3 separate regions of the Mus musculus genome follow, and regions 1 and 2 are each linked to region 3. Evidence: chromatin contacts called from public HiChIP or PLAC-seq and promoter capture Hi-C data. All regions are on one chromosome and are shown on one strand. The core of a region is the stretch at or near the end of the contact, and the rest is flanking DNA. Distances in the headings are between cores, read along the strand shown. Region 1 has its middle 36 kb from the start of Hunk. Region 2 has its middle 47 kb from the start of Scaf4. Region 3 holds the start of Eva1c (eva-1 homolog C (C. elegans)).

Evidence for each region. Promoter capture Hi-C pulls out the DNA fragments that hold promoters and counts their contacts. HiChIP or PLAC-seq counts read pairs in DNA pulled down with a chosen protein or histone mark.
Region 1: a contact with region 3 is called in an H3K4me3 HiChIP or PLAC-seq map of embryonic basal ganglia, with 5 times the contacts expected there. The contact joins the enhancer-like site here to the promoter of Eva1c in region 3. A contact is called at or near these places in 5 of 39 promoter capture datasets (cranial neural crest, embryonic stem cells, frontonasal cranial neural crest and 1 more), 5 of 115 datasets of contacts at active chromatin or transcription factors (embryonic basal ganglia, embryonic forebrain, embryonic midbrain and 1 more) and 1 of 9 other capture datasets (embryonic stem cells).
Region 2: a promoter capture Hi-C map of stem cell-derived epiblast-like cells shows a contact between it and region 3, with 5 times the contacts expected there. The contact joins the enhancer-like site here to the promoter of Eva1c in region 3. A contact is called at or near these places in 17 of 39 promoter capture datasets (3T3-L1-derived adipocytes, the C10 cell line, HPC-7-derived erythroid cells and 11 more), 12 of 115 datasets of contacts at active chromatin or transcription factors (VIP interneurons, astrocytes, bone marrow-derived macrophages and 5 more) and 2 of 9 other capture datasets (adipose tissue and embryonic stem cells).

The regions. Positions count from the first base shown.
Region 1 is chr16:90,348,364-90,352,253 of GRCm38.p6, forward strand. No RefSeq gene overlaps it. Among named protein-coding and RNA genes, the nearest start is that of Hunk, 36 kb to the right of the region's middle. Within about 2 kb of position 1,583, at least 76 of the 459 cell types and tissues checked have an H3K27ac peak or open chromatin away from gene starts, as enhancers often do. A contact at or near this core is called in embryonic basal ganglia, where this site is marked.
Region 2 is chr16:90,329,670-90,333,612 of GRCm38.p6, forward strand. No RefSeq gene overlaps it. Among named protein-coding and RNA genes, the nearest start is that of Scaf4, 47 kb to the left of the region's middle. Within about 2 kb of position 1,507, at least 8 of the 459 cell types and tissues checked have an H3K27ac peak or open chromatin away from gene starts, as enhancers often do.
Region 3 is chr16:90,829,330-90,833,563 of GRCm38.p6, forward strand. Eva1c (eva-1 homolog C (C. elegans)) reads left to right here and starts at 1,530. Exons shown (of 8, transcript NM_001199210.2): 1 at 1,530-2,103. The coding sequence starts at 1,944.

The DNA of each region.
Region 1 (3,890 bases), core at 333-2,832, 480 kb before region 3:
GTATACTCCACGGGGGCGTGTACTCGCCCTCCATCTGCAGCTTCAAAGACAGGAAATGCCTGATATAATTTTTTCTTTTCCTCCTTTGAAAGAAAAGAATCAGAATAAAATTTCTCCACATAAGGTGGAGGTGTATTGAGACTAGAAGGCCCAGAGGTGGCCTGTTCTGTGTCTCCAGTAACTTTTAATTTTTTCTCTGATTTCTTCACTCGCCTTTCCTCTGGATGGTATCTTTCTTTTTTATAATGAGCTGCCTCATAATGCGACTCCTCTTCCTCAGAGGAGCTAAGCTCATCTGCTTTTAAACTATCAAGCTTTAAAGCCTCTAGTTCCTTTACCGGATAAAGGCTTTTCCTTTTCTGAACTTTCTCCTTTTCCTTTTTCTCTCCCTGAGGACTTATCCTCAAATTTTTCACTTCCTCTGACTCAAGGTCTCTGGAAGGGCTTTTTACTTTGTGCACATTTTCCTTTTTTGGAGCTCCTAACCTTTCACACCATTCCGTTTCTGCCATGCTGTCCTGTGCTTCTTCTAATATTGCCTGCCCTGTTATTATTGCTGGACGGCATCTCTCATCCTCCAGACACGATCTCACCAGTTTCCATAATGGCATGGTCCCTGCCTTTAATTTCCCATTCTGTTGTTCCTTAGCTAAGTCTTCCCTTAATTTCTCCCAAGAGGAAAGAGTTAACGACCCTGAACACGCGTACCAAGGTGATATACGTTCTATTTCCTTAATGAACGTTTCTAAGGTTCTTGTAGAAACTTTTATCTCTCGCTGTTTTAAAACAGAGTGTAGAGCTGTAGTTACAGAATGTGAATTTCCCATACTGCTCCCTTATCTACGAGAGGCTTAAATATGAGACGAGCACTGCGGCTTATATACGTCCGTCTGACTGTGCTTCACAGCATTCAAAACTTTTTCTTTCAGCGCCACTTCTGGTGAGTGCAGGATCAAACCAGGAGAAATAGGGTTAACACAGCCAGCATGAGAACAAAAGGCTTTTAGTGCCACCTTCCAGTTAAGGGGAGGGATTAAGAAGGATCAGAGTTACTTACAAGGATTCAGCATGCTCTCGGAATTCCAAAATCCACCGTGGTTCTGAAATCTGCTCCGGTTGGTCGGAGGGTCTCCTCTAGGTGCCTGCGTTGTTAAGGCGTTTTTTCCCGGGTTTCAGCACCAAGTATCCCGAGCTTATCCCCGTCCCGCGGGAAATAAACACAGGACACACCAGATTCTTCCACGGTTAACTTTTACTTCTATATCATATTGAGGTAGACAAAGAAAGCTCAGAAAGTGTGTGGCTTAAATACTTTTGGTGACGTGTCTAAACTAGGACTGGTAGCAACACCCATGATCCTCATGCACCCTGGGGATAGGTTAAAGCCCCCAGGGGTTGGGCAAAAGCCTCGGAGATGGACTGGTGACTTTGGCTGGCTGTGCTCACGCAGCTGCGCACAATGAGGTTTAGCACCATCTAGTGGCGGCACGTAGATTGCAGCCCTTTACACTTACTGGCTTTCTCTCCATGTCTTACTCAGATTGCTTTCTTATACAATCCATGGCGGTAGCCACCAGCTCTGGGGGCGGCACCGCCCACAGTGGGCCGGGCCCTCCCACACCAATCATTAATCATGAAAATGCCCCCATAGACTTGCCTATAGGCCAATCTGACAGAGGCACTTTCTTTTTTCTTTCTCTTTTTAAGATTTATTAATTTATTTCACATGAATACACAGCAGCTGTCTTGAGACGCACCAGAAGAGGGCATTAGATCCCATTACAGATGGTTGTGAGCCACCTTATGGTTGCTGGGAATTGAACTCAGGACCTCTGAGAGAGCAGACAGCGCTCTTAACCTCTGAGGCACCTCTCCAGTCCTAGAGGCATTTTCTTAAGTGAGGTCTCTCTTCCCAGGTGACTATAGTTTGTGTCAAGCTGACAAAAATTAAGCAACAGAGACAGCACGCCATGCTATGTCAGCAGCTTCATGCATACTGCATTTTCTGCAACCTCCTCATTGCATGGAGGGGTCATGCTGAATCATTGCCCCACCCCCACCCCCAGCTCATGACATTCATTTCACTGTGTTCCCCTTGTTAGTTTACACTTTAGATAAATTGTGGCCATCTTACTGCATGTGAAGTGACATTGCATTATGGTTTTCGTATCTACTGCCTGAATAACAATAATATTGCAATCTTTCTGTGGGCTCTTTGGTTATTCGTGTAGCTCCTTTGGGCAGATGTCTGTTCCGTGCCACACCCATTTGAAAAAATCTGAGTTCTTTGTTGTTTGTGTTTGTGTTGTTGCAGGGCATCTGCCAGTGAAGGCTACCTGGACATGGGTTTGAGCAGACAGAAAGTTGATACGAGCCGCCAGTGACTAACTACACTGGGCGTTTGGGATCCCAGGGTCGCCCTGAGCCTTTCTCAGAGGGACTTTTAAGCCCACAAACCATATTCCGGGTTGACGTACTTCAGTTAACAGAAAGCAGAGGTACAGAAGCCAAAAAGCAAGGTTAGTACTTTTAGGGACTTTCCCCGGCTTTGACAGATTAGATTTTTGTTTTACTTTTGGCAGGTGGTGCTGAGTTTACGGCCAGAATGGCACTTCCATCATGGAGTCAGTTGTGCTAAGGTCTGGGGGCCTACTGGCTATCATGTGCCCTTGATATTAAAGTCACATCAGATGCATTTTCTTTTGTTATGTTGGTGGTCTTGTCTTTTACTTTTTTCACAAGGTTCTTTTACGGACAAACATTCTGACTTTGATCAAGCCACGCTCACCTGTTCTTTCTTTTGAGGTCTGTGCTTTTTGTGTCACATCGAAGAATCTGTTGCCAAATCTAAGGCCATAGATTTAGGCCGCCGATCATTTTGAGTTACTATTTCTGTGGTGTGACGTGAAGGCTGAACTTGGCTCTTTCTTGCGTGTGAAACTGGTTCACCGATTGCCGTCTATTAAAAACATTCTTTTCCTATTGAATGATCTTGACAGTCTTGGAAAATACCAGTCGGCCGCATAGAAATGGATTAGTTTTTGTATTTAAAATTGTATTTCCCTGGCCTCAACGTTTATTTTTATACCCATTGTTTTGGTTATTTTTATTTTGCCACATGCAAATTGGAAGGAATAAGTATTCTGTTATTGCTCAAAAATATAACTTGATTATCTAGACTCTCTAACAATTCTGTATAACTGTGAGGGCTTGGGTCCTCCCGCCCCTAAATACTTCAATAGGGCTTGTGCGTAAATTGCTTCATGCCCAACTCTTCTTTCTTTCTCAGACTATGCTACGACACTCGGTAAGGTTTCTTAGCTGATCTCACAGATGCCAACCCAGAAATCCCTTCCTCAGGAGGCTAAGCAACTGCTCAGCACCCCATTTGTGTTGAGTTTGGAGCCATTAAGCCGTTCAGATACTCAGGGTCGACCCTTTCTCCCAGAGCTGGCTGAGTACATCGTTAAAAGACAGCAGCATGGCTCTGTCGTACATTTGTTCCGGCCCAGAGGCCACACTTCTGAGCACAGTGTCTTAGAGAGCTGGTGAGTCAGTGCTCAACTGAGGAGCTGAAATTGGACCAGCTGGGGTTTGGAGGCTCGGCTGAAAAGCAGGCATGGAACTCAAGCTTAGCTTTCGAGCAACTTTCCCCCTTTCCGGGTGTGGGTGTATTTTTAGTACTTTTGTAGCTAAACATATATGTGTGTATACATATATATATATATTCTTGGAATATTATATATACTATGTATGCTAAGGATGACACACACACACACACACACACACACATATATATGATATATATATAGAGATACATCCCAGGAATGGTTTCAGTTGCATGTAACAGATTTATTTTTCTTTACACAGTAAAAAAAAAAAGTCCAAAG
Region 2 (3,943 bases), core at 257-2,756, 500 kb before region 3:
GGAGCAGAGAGAATTCTAATTCAGACGCATGAGCCGCCCCAGAATTCCTGGCACTGTTTGCTTAAATCCAGGTATTTTAAACGTGGCGTGTTCTTAGCCATCACTTGGCGTGTTGCTACAGGAAGTGTGATGGAGCTAAGTGGTTCAGCTGCAAGCTGAAGCGGTAACAATTTCGACTCACACCCACCTCAGAATACAGGTTAATTAGCTGCTGTTTGCAGAAGCCTCAGGAGCAGGCAGCATGCCCCCCTCCCGGCCCCCCCTCAGATATTATTAGCCACTTAGCGACACCTTGAACGTGTTAAACCCTATTTCTGTACTTCTACCAGCCCTTGCTTCTTCAGACTTCTTTGAAATAGCAGTTCCTGCAGATTTCAGCACAAGCGTCTCGCTAGAGCCAAAGGAACCACAGTGCCCATCATGTGTGTGACTTGGTTCCAAACCAACCCCAGGGCTGCAGGACCATCTTCCAAACACACAAGCCACAGTCTTGTTGAAAGGTTGTTGCATCTTCTCTCTGTGAAATAGTCATAGATACCTTTTACATACATTGCTCATGTGTCCTTTTTTAAAATATACATATATGTAACACCATAGATCAGGTGATAGGTGGTCACAAGATATCAAGTACCATTTATCTTTGTGTGTGTGTGTGCCCACATGTATGCATGCATGCGTGCATATGAGTGGTGTACTTGTGGGTATATAGAAGCTAGAGAATGACACCTGGCAAAACCAGAACACTATACAGTCTTCAGAAAGACAGCTTGGGGCCTCTCTCCTGACACCTCTAGGCACATGCACTGTGTCCTTTAGCTATGGAGAGTGTCCCCAGTCACCTTCAATATGAGCTATTCCTGTTAGGCTCCTGTACTAAGGCTTATTTGGCAGGTGATGGGCCTTTGTGAAGTCACTGGACTCTGAGGGATGTGACCTAGTTAGCAAATGATCAATCTGCTGATGAATTTGTTAGGAAGTGGTAGAGACTGGGAGGCAGGGTCTGTCTAGAGGAGCTAGGTCACAGCAACATGTGGCTGAAGAGTATGATTGCGTCTGGTGCCTTCTCATCTCTCCCTTTGCTTTATAGGCACTGCAAGGTGGGCATGTTCGCTCTACCATGGCCTGAAATCACTGGAGCCAAACGCTGGATGAACCATGAAAGAAACCTCTGAAGCTGAGCTCCCTCCCAGCAGACTTGAGACAATTGGCCTCTGGCCATTGGTTTTCTTTTGCTTTAGAAGTAGCGAGTCCTCTTGGTTGGAGGGAGCCTCCTTAGTGTCGACAGAGCTATCTGGTTATTTTTGCTTTCTTCTCTCTGTCCTTCATGGTCTTCTTTCATTTGAGTGGATGGAAAACCTCCTAATGATATCTTAAAATGTTGTTTTCCTCTCACACACTCAGCAGTCTGTATTTCCCTAACACTCGTTCGAAGATCAGAATACATCTCGATAGTCATGGTAGGCATTAGTCAGTTATGGGTTGGACCTGCCCGGTAGACGTTTCTGTCATCATGGAACTGTTCTCTGTTTCCACTGTCTACAGAAGCCACAGGCATCCTTGTGTGCTTCAGATATGACTAGTGCCAACAAGAAACCACAGTTTAAGTTTTATACAAATTAAAAATTTAGATGGCTCCATGCAGCCTGCAGTTGCGGTACAGGGCAGTACAATTATGTGACACATAGGTACTGTCTGCTTTCTCCTCCAGTTCCTGGTTGCAATGTCACCCAGGTCCACTCCTTCCCTGTCTCTAAGCTCCTTAATACCAAGGAAGTAAGCACTCAGCTCTGTGCCCTCTGGTTTCTGCGACTCTCAGACTCCTTTGCAGGTCGAGTGGGAGGGAGGGCTGGGCAAAGCTTGTAGAAACGTCAGCTACCCAGGTGAGAAAATTCCGGTTGCTTTGCATTCTCTTTATTGACACAATAGGGTTACCTGGTTCAGAGGAGGGCAACAGCTAAATCTTAAAATGAGACACCAGAGTCACAGGTGGATCACATTTCTATTTCATTTTAACGTGTGTTTAAACTAATATAAGCCATTAGAGTGGCGCCTACTTGAAAACAACATATTATCAACATTTTAGAAGAAAGCTTGTGGGAATGGTAAATACACAACCAGAAAATAATCCAAAGAACGAGCTCTGCATTTGCACAGAGGAGGGCAGCGAGCGCTGTTCTCAAGCCTCCAGCGGAGGCTCCATCTCTTTGGGATGGAATAAGCTGACCAGGACTCGGGATGAAGGGGAAGATTGGGAAAGGTGGTTTACACAATGGTGTCCCTGAGAGAACACTGGGATAGGGTGTTTCTCAGGCAGTGAAACACTTATTCTGTGAGCAGTCTTCAAAGTCAAGTTAGAAGTCCTGCGAAGAGGAGCTGCCTAGAGACAACAGTGCAGAGATGCCATGCATTGGGGAGGATCCAGGGTGGCCCAGTGGCATTGACGGTAAGGTAGAGGGTCTGCTTCAGAGTGGGTCAGATAGAGACTATGTAAGGGACAATTCTCCAGCTTGAAGGAAAGTCAAGAAGCCTGCTGATTTGGTTCCCAAGGGTCTCTCCTGGCTTCCTGGAATCTTATCGCCGTGCCTTCACACCAGAGAGAGAACTACGGTTCCTTCCTCCTCTTATAAGAATTGAGGATCCCACCCCCTGACCTTATGAAAGCTTCGACATGAATCTGGCCTGCTCACACCTTTGGGTCCCAGGGTTGCAGCATTCAGGACTGAAATAAATTTCTGTTAAGCCACCTGCTCTGATACATTGTGACAGTAGCCATAGCAGGCAGATGCTACCATTATTGTGATGTATCCATTAACCTTCCACACGGATGTCTATGCCCCCCCTATGTAGAATGTGACAGTCCTAAAGAGGCCTAGGCTGGTCAAAAAGAGAGGCTTGGGATTGAACATGGAGATGGGGACTCTGTGGGCTGGATGCTACGGATGGGAATATATGGCACCTAACAGATTGCACCCAGCAGCAAACAAGACCCAGGCCCCAGGAACAGGCTCTGTCTCAGGAGAAGCAGAACATTGCTCTTCTGAATAGATCCCACTGTGCCCCGAATGCATCACAAAAGGATGTGTGGGAACCATATCCTCTGATGTGACAGTACTGGGAAGGGAAGACTTACAGGAGGTGTCAGTGACAAGGACGTGACCCTCGTGAACAGACCACTGCCTGTTACAGAATGCTGGAGTCTGCCGATTAAGCTTGATGTCTCTGTTGTTCCTTTCCCCTCCTCTGTGTGATGTCTTCCCCTTCTCATGATGGCATCGAATACAAGTCCTTCCATCCTGGACCTTGTAGACTCCAGAAATGCACTAATTACATTTGCATTTGCTGCACATTATCCAGACTCCAGGGTTCTGTTATTGCAGTACAAATTGCACTAAGAGCCATCTAGCAAAATCCTCTCATTTATGTATGGCTGTCTACACGTGTAACTAAAGTGGGAGACTTGTTTAGTTTGTAAATTACAACTCAAATAAACTGTCACGCAAGGGAAACGAGCCATAGCAAAATAAATACAGAGTGGTCCAAGTAACGGAAGCTTCTGACTCCAGCAACTGCGGCACCATGTCACTTAGGAAGCGGGGATAACCCTGAAAAGATTTCAAGGGAGCAAGTGTAGAAACGTCAGGGTGTGTCAGCTCTCTGAAGCTTGGCTTACTGTGTGGAAGCTCCTCTCATGCTTCCTTTGGGATAGTTCACACAGTTCTTACTAATACCGTTGGATGCAGGATGGGTTTTAAAATAAATACGGCTGCGAGTGATAGCTTCAAGCCTGTAACCCTGACATTCAGAAGGCTGAGGTGGGAGGAGGCTGTGAATTCCAAGGCCAGCCTGGGCTACATAGTGAGTTCCAGGACAGCCTGGGCTACATAATAAGTACCAGGCCAGCCTGGCTTACATAGCAAGATAGTCTTTCAAGAAATAAAAACAC
Region 3 (4,234 bases), core at 280-2,779:
TGGAAGCTTCTACAGCCCCAACAGCACAATGCTGCCTGCCCCCATCCCTCAGGGAGCACGGTTCCCTTACTGGGCCCGCATCTTCATGCCCTGCCAAAGAACCTGACACACACTGGTAGCCAATCTAGATCTAGATGAGGGGATAAGATAGACGAATAGGAGGGACCCGAGGTCTGCACACTCTTTCTCCAGTGGTCTTTGTGAATTGAGCAACCTTACCTACTCTTCCAGCCTTAGTTTACCCAACATAAGACGTTCATATTAAACTTATATCCCATGATTATTGAGGCTGTGTTTTTAAAAAAGATTGTGTGTGTGTGGGGGGGGGGGCAGAGTAGAGTTCGAGTTCGTGGGTCCCCTGAGAGAGATTCAGGGTGGTTGCAAGCTGCCAGCGCTGGGTGCTGGAATCTGAACTAGTGTCCTCTGGAAAAGCAGCAAGTTCTATTAACCGCTGAGCCATCTCTCCAGCCCAAGGCTATGCAAACTGGGTCTCTCCATACAAACACCAGTATTTAGCATTTTCTTCCCACCCTCAGGATCTCAATTTGGGCGACCTAGCCCCCCGAAGGATGTGTGGCTGTCATCCTCCTAGAATCTAGTGGTCCAGCTCTGAGACAGTGCCACAGGGAGGCAGAGTGTCCTCTTGTTCTGCTGGCCTGGCCTCCGCACTCTGAGCTCTGCTCCCAGAGCAGGGCGGGGCTGGAAGCCTAGACCCGCCCTTGGGCCTCATTATCTACGTTTCCGCGTCAGGCGCGCTGGGTGAACTTGGCAAGCCCTCCCGGCGGTGGATGGGGAACACTTTGTGCCGAGCGCCCGCCCGCCCGCCGGGCCCTCCTCCTTCCCACCGGCGCCGCGGGGCCTGGACGCCTGCGCTGTTCTTAGGTCTGGGGTCTCTCGAGTGCCTAGCACCTGGCCCCGCAGCTCTGGACTCCCGCTCATCGTCCCTGGTGTCATCACCGATCTATTGGTCTACGGGTGTCCAAATGCGTAGACACCGCACGTAGTCAACAGGGTCATATAGATGCCGTGGCCCATTTTAAAACAAAGCTCAATTATAAGCGCTCAGCCGCTGTTTATTCCAGCCCAGTTTCAGATCCCCGAGGGCTGCTGTCAACTAGCACCCACAGGAAGCTCCATCCGAGCAAAAGGAACCTGGCTCGGAGCCTCGTGACTGGTTTGAGACTACCAGCTCCCTCAGGTCCGGACTGCTAGAGCCTAGGCAGATTTCTATGGTGGGCAGAAAGTTGAGGACCCAGTCTCCCATTCAGTGCGATCAGACGTACTGCGTGCTTGGTGGCTGAACAACAAGCGCTGAAGGTGGCAGAGACGGTAATGTCTCTATCTCCGGGACCTCACCTCCCACCCCCCTTCCCACGATCTCCGCTCCCCTCTAGCCAGGGCTGTACGCTGCTGCCTTGGTTCTAAAGTGCGTCACGGACGGGCACCAGCCGCGCTGCTCCACCGGCCTGGGTGAGGTTGGCGCCGAGCCAGCGCAAGCTGAGCCAGCAGCTCTTGACCATCACCCCGCCTAGAGACACCGGCGTGGAAAGCGCTCAAGCTGCGCAGCATCGGGTCGCTGCTGGAGACGCTCTCCGCTTTGGGCTCGGCGCCCCCGATCGGCCTCGGCCAAGCTCCGGAGCACGAGGTGACACCCCCTAAACTCCCTAGGCTGGCTCCCTAGGTTCATGGAGCCAGGAAGATTTCTTCTGAAGAAACTACGCCTCGGCCTCCCTGGGATCCTCGCCCCGCCCCGGGTCTCCGCCCCCTCCCCTTGGCTGGGGATCCCGGACCCGGCGGCGACCGCCTAAGAAGCTCCAGCAGCCTGGACAAGGAGGCGGCAGGGGGCCGGGAGCTGGTGGCTACAGACTCGCCCCGCCATGTGACGCGGTCCTCCTTGCCTGCGATCCCAGCGCCAGCGCCCGCGCCCAGCCGCGCCGCGCATCATGCTCCTGCCAGGACACCCGCGTCCACCACCCGCGCCCCAATCGGCGCAGAATCAGGGCCTCCGCAGGCAGGTAGAGCCTCCGGGGCAGCTTCTGCGCCTGTTCTACTGCACGGTCCTAGTGTGCTCCAAAGAGACCTCCGCGCTCACCGATTTCTCTGGTAAGAGCGCTCTTGCTTGCCTCGAGCCCGCGTTCCCCTAGCTGTTGCCCAGGTGAGTGGCCTCTGCATGGGGCACTACCTGGTTGGATTAAAGTTGAAGTGTTCTCCCTAACTAGTTATCTTGCCTCGTGGGAGCCCTTGGCATCTAGGTGGTGGTAGCAGGGAAGTCAGCCCTTATTAAGGCCGGGCTTATTTCGAGTTTCTCTAGGCTCTCTTGACTTTTGTTAGTTTCCTGGGCATCGGCGACGCAGCCCTGACCTTTGCATGTTCACCAGAGGACCCCTAAGCTGAGCCCGGACCCCTAAGCTGAGCCCGGACCCCTAAGCTGAGCCCGGACCCCTAAGCTGAGCCCGGACCCCTAAGCTGAGCCCGGTACCACGCCCAACTCTGGAAGATTGCCGTGGTCTGGACGAAGGGTTGCACTTGGCTGGCCACTCACACGATAAGGGTGCGTCCCAACCAGACTCCAGGGTACCCATGTAAGGAGACTTGTCCAGGGCACGTTGGACAGAAAGTCCAAGCCAGCCTCGAGGGGGGGAGCCTGGGAAGACTGGAGGTCTGGTGGAGATGCCCGGAGACTGATAGAAGCTGACAGAACAGAGACTGGACTCAGAGGCATGACTCTCCAACAAAAGGTGGCAGCACCCCCCCCCCAACACACACACACACACACACACACACACACACACACACACACACACGACTTTCTCCTGCCAAGTCAAAGATCAATGTGCTCTTTGGCGAATTCCTACCTGACCTCTGAGCAAAATACCTTAGCAAGGTGTGAGGCAAGGCTGCAGGTGGCAGTTAGTTGTGGGGATGGTTTTTAGAATCCATGCTCAAAGTGACAAATGTCTTTACCACTGCAACCGCCCCGGATCTCCATGTGCTCGGCATCTTTCTCCATCAACCCCAAGAAGCATCTATCTCTACCTACATCCTTTCTCTTGGGACCTTCTGCCTAGCTCAGGCTGGGCACAGACTCTAGCAACCCCCTTGCTACCGTTTTTTTTTTTTTTCTTTTCTTTTTCAGCATAATTGTGGTAAAGTCACCTGTCTGCTCCGCTCTGTTCTGCTCGTGTGACAGACTACTAGGCAAAGAAACTGGAAGTGCAGACTTGAGCTGGGTTTCTGGTTTGCTTACAGAGAATGTCATTCATTGTTAGCTGAGGTCAGAGGTTCTTTGCTTAGAATATTTAATATCAAGGCAGTGTTCTTGCCCGGCCAAGGAAGCCAAGATATGCCTGTTTGGCAAGCAAACCACAGTCCTTAAAACCAAGCTGCAGAGAATCAAAACTCTGGTAAATGTGCTGAGGAAATTCATCGGGTTTTTTTTTTTTCTAAGCACTGTGAACTTTTTTCTTTTTCTGTGACAGAACTTTCTTGGCTTCCAGAAACTTTCTGTGTTTGCTGATTTAAGCTGTAGCGAGCAGCTCCGAGTTCAGCCACTCTCTTGCCCTGATTATTGTAAGGAAAGAATTAAAAGCCGACAACCACCCTCACCCCCCCACCCCCATCCCATGACATCATTGCAACTGAACAAATATTGCTTTAGACAAATTGTAATGAAACTCCCCCACCGGCAGATTATAAACTCTTAAGAGTTTGTTTCTTGAGGGAAGCAGTTACAGTACTAACAGTGTGCAGTTTACCACACGAGTCTGGAAATTAACTGTGCTTAGCACCTTGACATAGAGCAGATCTAATCTACAAACTGGGAGGCAGCATCCTGTGAGAAGCAGGTGCTTTGGCTCTTAAGTAGTGAGATTGATGGATGGCTTTTCCTGCTGTTTTCCATGGTTTCTAAGTCTCAGAGCCAACAGCAGGTGGTGGCATTGCCGGGCCATTTCAGCCTTCCTCCTTACTCTCTAGGGACAGAAAGAAACATGTGGTTCTGTCTTCCCAAACTGTAGGCCTGCTCAGGTTTAAACCCAGGTTCTATATAATGTGGGACAGGGAAAAAAACCTCCATAGTCTCAGCGAGAAAAGTTGGCCCATTTAACTTTAAATTGCAGCTGCGGGAGCAGACCGTGCAATAATGTGGTAGCATACAGGGAAAACCTACGCTCCCAAATGGACAGTTCGAGTGTTCAGTTGAGAGTGTTGGCCTCTTCTTGTGATTGATTTCCTG